Linked DNA regions of Rattus norvegicus: region 2 is linked to region 1. A link is a contact called in public Hi-C data. All regions are on one chromosome and are shown on one strand. The core of a region is the stretch at or near the end of the contact, and the rest is flanking DNA. Distances in the headings are between cores, read along the strand shown. Region 1 holds the start of Mbd4 (methyl-CpG binding domain 4 DNA glycosylase). Region 2 holds the start of Plxnd1 (plexin D1).

Region 1 (2,700 bases), core at 185-2,684:
GTGTATGTGTGTGTATCAGTATAAAATGTGCGTGAATATATGTGTATGTGTGTCAGTATAAAATGTGCATGAATATACATGTGTGTGTACATATGTTCTGCAGAGGTCAGAGGGCATCAGGTGTCTACCTCTCCTCTCTGACTTGTTCCTCTGAGGCAGGGTCCTCCTCCTTACCTTGGACCCCCTCTTTCTGGCTAAGTTGGTGGCTAACAAACCCTATCAGTCATCCTGTCTGAACTCCCCTCTGTACCACTGTTACAGGTTTATGTAGGACCACACCTGGCTTTTATGTAGGTACTGGAATCAGAACTCTAGTCCTTATGCTTGCTTGAAGGGCTCACTCTTAATACTCAGTATTTTAATTAAGTATTAAATTAAGCTCACTCTTAAGTACTAATTATGAAAATATTCTTCAAACTTTCCGATCAGGAGAATGTCTTGATTTGATGTGCGTCTTACATGTTTCTCTGACCTTACATGGAAATGTCCGGCTTCAGACACAGTAGATCTCAGCTCAGGTGGAAACGCTCTCTTTTAACAGCACCTATATGCAAGTTACTCGCACTGTTTGTTCCTGCTTGAAAGTTTTTAACCCCAGCACTGGGGAGGCATAAGTAGATGTACCTCTGTAAATTCAATGCCAGCTTGGTCAAGATAGTGAATTCCAGACCAGCCAGAGCTTTAAGTGAGACTCTATCTCAAAATAAAAAAATAAATAATAAATAAATAATAAATAATAAATAAATAAACAAAAACAGAAGAAACTTAAAAATATCAGATAAACAAAAATATGGGCACTTTGACGATGTAGCAAAGGTCAGGAAGCTGAGAAAACACTGAGGTGGGTGAGAGAAGTCCAAGAGGGATTTTGAGAAGAGAGAAGTAAGACTGGATGATGATGACGTATAAACTGCTTCAGCGGACCGCCACCCTCAGGTGATCTCTAACCCCCTCGGGAATCTCGGTTTCTCTTTCCTTTGGGGAGTTGAAGGCACCGAATCAGAGTCTTTGGCCCAGGCCGCAGGCCCGTTGCCATGGCAACGCGCCGGTTCCCGCCGCCTCCCCAACCATCCCCGAGCTTCCCGCTCCTCACCACTGCTCCGCTTTGTCTCTCCACGTCAACACGGCCCTCATCGCCGTTTCCCACACGCCTCGGGCCCCTCCTCCCAGCCTCGGCAGCAACAGGCTTCTCTCCACAAACCACTTCGGCTACCTTTGCTACCCTTAGCAACGCACATGCGCAATGGGTCGCGCGTGAGCTCGCAAGCTCCAAGTGCGCATGTCCAAAAGGGAGCCTAGCTCCTCCTCTGAAGCGCCGAGCGCGCAGGGACGCAGGAGGCGGAAGCGTAAGTATGACAGGAGAGATTGGTCAGGCAAGATGGGTGGGGCAGGGAGCTTTGACGACGGAGGATTTGATTGGCGGGACCCTGGCTGTGGCGTCTGTAACTGAAGCGGTGGCGGGAAGGTTGCTGTGTGGATTGGCTGATTTTCACGTCAGTGTTTGGATTCGGCCCAGTGTTTTGAGTTGTGTTTTACTCCACCTCCCGGCCTGGAGCTGCAGCTGCGCCCCCGCGGACCAAAGCAGCCGGGATGGAGAGCCCAAGCCTTGGGGACAACAATGTCCCCTCCGTCACTGCTGGAAAGAGCCTAGTTTCAGACCCTCCCTGGGACCGCTGGCAAGTTTTTAAACCTCTCTCGGGCCTTAGAGGAGTCTCTCTTGTGTGGGTCTTCCTAACCTTCAACACAAGGTGACGGACACCTAGAGCTGTCGCCCTGTGGGAACAAACTAGGATATACCCGATTCCTTGTCCTGACTGACTGGAGAAGACAAGGGAGGTTTTGTGATGCAAGCAAGTTAGCCTGGGCCGGAAGGGCCCCTCAGAAATAGCCCTATGAAAAGTCACATAGGAAGTTACTGTTGTGTCCGGGCTAAAATGATGCACTTATTTGCATGTCCCAAAACTTGGCCGCTCAAACGATTTTAAGATCTGGGCATTTAATTAAGTTGGTAATGTTTACACAGTAAACACAAAGCGGTGGGTTTGAGCGTCAGCACCGAATACCCGGGCTTGGGATCGTATATCTGTGGAGGGAGGAGGATCAGAAGTTGAAGATGAGCCTCTGGGCTCAAAGCTAACCTGGGGTGCATAATATCCTGTCTCAAAAGCAAACAAAACTTTTTTTAAAATGTTACTTCCTCTTTAAGGGTGGAGAAAAGAGATTTTGCGGCCAAAGTGACTTTCTCTTTGGAAGCTCAGCTAATTATAAATAGAGCTGGGATTTTGACCCATTTTGTAAACCTAACATTTGTTGTGATTCCCTCAGGTTTCAGTTACTTGGTCTCCTTATAAGATTCTTCTAGCTGATATTTAATTCCAAATTCCATCAGAAGAACGCCATGGTTCTAATTGTGGTTAGTCTCTAGGCCTTGCTTAGTTTCCCTATTTCCCTATTTGTAGAAAGTAGATTGGGTTAGAAGGTCTCTCTAGAGACTCACTTTTATTTATGTATGTGTTTGTGTATGAACATGGGTGTTGGTGGAGACCAGAGGAGGTGTCAGATTCACTGGAGCTGGAGTTGCAGGCTGTTATAAGCTGCCCTGATGTGGGTGCTGGGGTCCTCTGGAATAAGTGCTCTTAACCACTGAACTATCTCTCCCACCCTTCACTCACCTTTTAAAATGTATAGTTTAGTGATTAA
Region 2 (2,700 bases), core at 42-2,541, 140 kb before region 1:
GCTGGTAGGGGCCCCTGACTGAGAACTGGGACTGTGGCTTCAAACACTGGATCTGTGTCTCACCTTCCCCATTAGCTTTACTTCTAGGGCCTCAGTTTCCATGTATGTAAAATGGGTTGAATATTTCTAAGGAAGCTGGCTTTTGGTGTGATCCCATGTGGGCACCCCCATGTTGTGGAGATGACCGCATGCATGGGTGTCTGTGACCTTAGGAAGAGGACTACTTGCCTTTATCCCAGTGCCTACCAGTTCCTTTGAAGTTGACATCAAAGGAGTCTGGTGCCCACTGCCAGCTCATATGTGGAAGGACTTTAGGTTTTCTCAGAACCTTGGACTAAGGGGCAAGGTCCTGGAGGGCCACAGGGTTTGCCTCTTTCCAGAAACCAAGGCCCTGTGGTGTCCTTGCTCAGCCCAGCCCGCCCTTCCAAGAGGGATATACTTTCTCTCAACAATTTTCTACTTGTCTTAGCTTGTCCTGGATGCCTGCTGCTTGTGAACTCCCTTTACAGGGCAGTTTTGGGAACAGACCATGGGGTCCCAGGGGCCTGATGTCCCAGGTCTGGCTGGCCTTTAAAAGGAGGCTTGGAGAACATGTGGAGGGGAGGAGGAGCAGAGGGGGAGGAGGGCGGGGGTGGGGGGTGGGTGCTGTGGCCAGAAGGGGTAGGTGGGCTGAGGGGAAATGGAGGTCTTTAGGGGCAAGGAGAGGAAAAGATAGAGAGGGAGAGCTGCGGGAACAGAAAGGAAAAAAAGAGAGAGAAACACAGATGAGGGAGAGGGTGTGACGCGGGAGAGGCACGGGGCGGAGTTGACTGGATCAGAGTAGAGGAGTCGGAGAGATTGAGAGAGCGAAACTCTGAGCTGCGGTGGAAGGCAAACCGGAGCCCAGAAACAGAAGAGGAAAAGGACTAGAACGAGGAGAAAGAGGAAGGATAACAAACAAGCGTGAGGAAGACATTCCATGTGGTGGCCAGGAACCAGGGAAGTGGCAGGCAACTTGGGACTGCCGGAGTAACGGCCAGCAGCGACCCCGGACCGCGGGGCGTGGCCCGGGGCGTGGCCCGGGGGCGTGGCCCAGGGCTAAAGGGCGTGGACCAAGCGGCTGGGACAGGGATGGACTGTGGGCGTGGCCTCCACGGAGCCGCCCCCGGGCTGAGCGCCGCGCCAGAGTCGGGCCGGGGCGCCGGGGCCGGGGGCGGCAGGCGCGGGCAGGAAGCGCCTCGCGGCCCGGGCCCGCCCCCCGCCTCTCGCCGCCTCCGAGCTCCCGGCTCCCGGCCGCGCCGCGCCCCATGCACTCGCCGCGCCGCGCAGCCCGCGCTCGCCTGGATGGCTCCTCGCGCCGCGGGCGGCGCACCCCCTAGCGCCCGGGCCGCTGCGGCGGTCCCCTTGCCTCCGCGCTCTCACTCGCGGTGCCCCGGTCTGCTGCCGCTGCCTCTGCTGCTGCTGCTTGGGGCGGCACGGGCGGGCGCCCTAGAGATACAGCGCCGCTTCCCCTCGCCCACGCCCACCAACAACTTCGCCCTGGACGGCACGGCGGGCACCGTATACCTGGCGGCGGTGAACCGCCTGTACCAGCTGTCCGGTGCCAACTTGAGCCTGGAGGCCGAGGCGACCGTGGGTCCGGTGCCGGACAGCCCGCTGTGTCACGCCCCGCAGCTCCCGCAGGCCTCGTGCGAGCACCCGCGGCGCCTCACGGACAACTACAACAAAATCTTGCAGTTGGACCCGGGCCAGGGTCTGGTGGTCGCGTGCGGCTCCATCTACCAGGGTCTGTGCCAACTGAGGCGCCGGGGCAACATCTCAGCCCTGGCTGTGAGCTTTCCGCCTGCCGCGCCGACCGCAGAACCGGTCACCGTGTTCCCCAGCATGCTCAACGTGGCCGCCAACCACCCCAACGCGTCCACCGTGGGACTAGTGCTGCCGCCGGCCTCCGGCACCGGGGGCAGCCGTCTGCTCGTGGGCGCCACGTACACCGGCTACGGAAGCGCTTTCTTCCCGCGCAACCGTAGCCTAGAAGACCACCGCTTCGAGAACACGCCCGAGATCTCTATCCGCTCCCTGGACGCGCGTGGAGACTTGGCTAAGCTCTTCACCTTCGACCTCAACCCGTCGGACGACAACATACTGAAGATCAAACAGGGAGCCAAGGAGCAGCACAAGCTGGGCTTCGTGCGTGCCTTCTTGCACCCGGCGGTGCCACCGCACAGCGCGCATCCCTACGCGTACCTGGCGCTCAACAGCGAGGCGCGTGCGGGCGATAAAGACAGCCAGGCGCGCAGCCTGCTGGCGCGCATCTGCCTGCCCCGCGGCGCGGGTGGCGACGCCAAGAAGCTCACCGAGTCCTACATCCAACTGGGCTTGCAGTGCGCGGGCGGCGCGGGCCGGGGTGACCTCTACAGCCGCCTCGTGTCGGTCTTCCCCGCGCGCGAGCAGTTCTTCGCTGTCTTCGAGCGGCCCCAGGGCACCCCAGGTGCCCGCAACGCCCCGGCCGCGCTCTGCGCCTTCCGCTTCGCCGACGTGCAGGCCGCCATTCGTGCAGCGCGCACCGCCTGCTTTGTGGAGCCGGCGCCGGACGTGGTGGCGGTGCTGGACAGCGTGGTTCAGGGCACCGGACCGGCCTGCGAGAGCAAACGCAACATACAGGTAAGCCATGGACCCGAAGAGTGAGTTGGGATACAGTATGCACGCAGATGTCCCAGAGGA

The links. A called contact is a pair of places that touch in the nucleus more often than the background predicts.
Region 2: a contact with region 1 is called in a Hi-C map of Schwann cells, with 4 times the contacts expected there. The contact joins the promoter of Plxnd1 here to the promoter of Mbd4 in region 1. A contact is called at or near these places in 6 of 12 Hi-C or Micro-C datasets (the Rat2 cell line, Schwann cells, hepatocytes and 3 more).

Annotation. Positions count from the first base shown.
Region 1 is chr4:150,576,160-150,578,859 of GRCr8, reverse strand. Mbd4 (methyl-CpG binding domain 4 DNA glycosylase) reads left to right here and starts at 1,434. Exons shown (of 8, transcript NM_001427248.1): 1 at 1,434-1,676. The coding sequence starts at 1,591. Ift122 (intraflagellar transport 122) reads right to left here and starts at 1,218. Exons shown (of 29, transcript NM_001309521.1): 1 at 1,094-1,218. The coding sequence starts at 1,134.
Region 2 is chr4:150,713,778-150,716,477 of GRCr8, reverse strand. It overlaps Plxnd1 (plexin D1), which reads left to right and starts at 1,291. Exons shown (of 36, transcript NM_001395052.2): 1 at 1,291-2,640. The coding sequence starts at 1,324.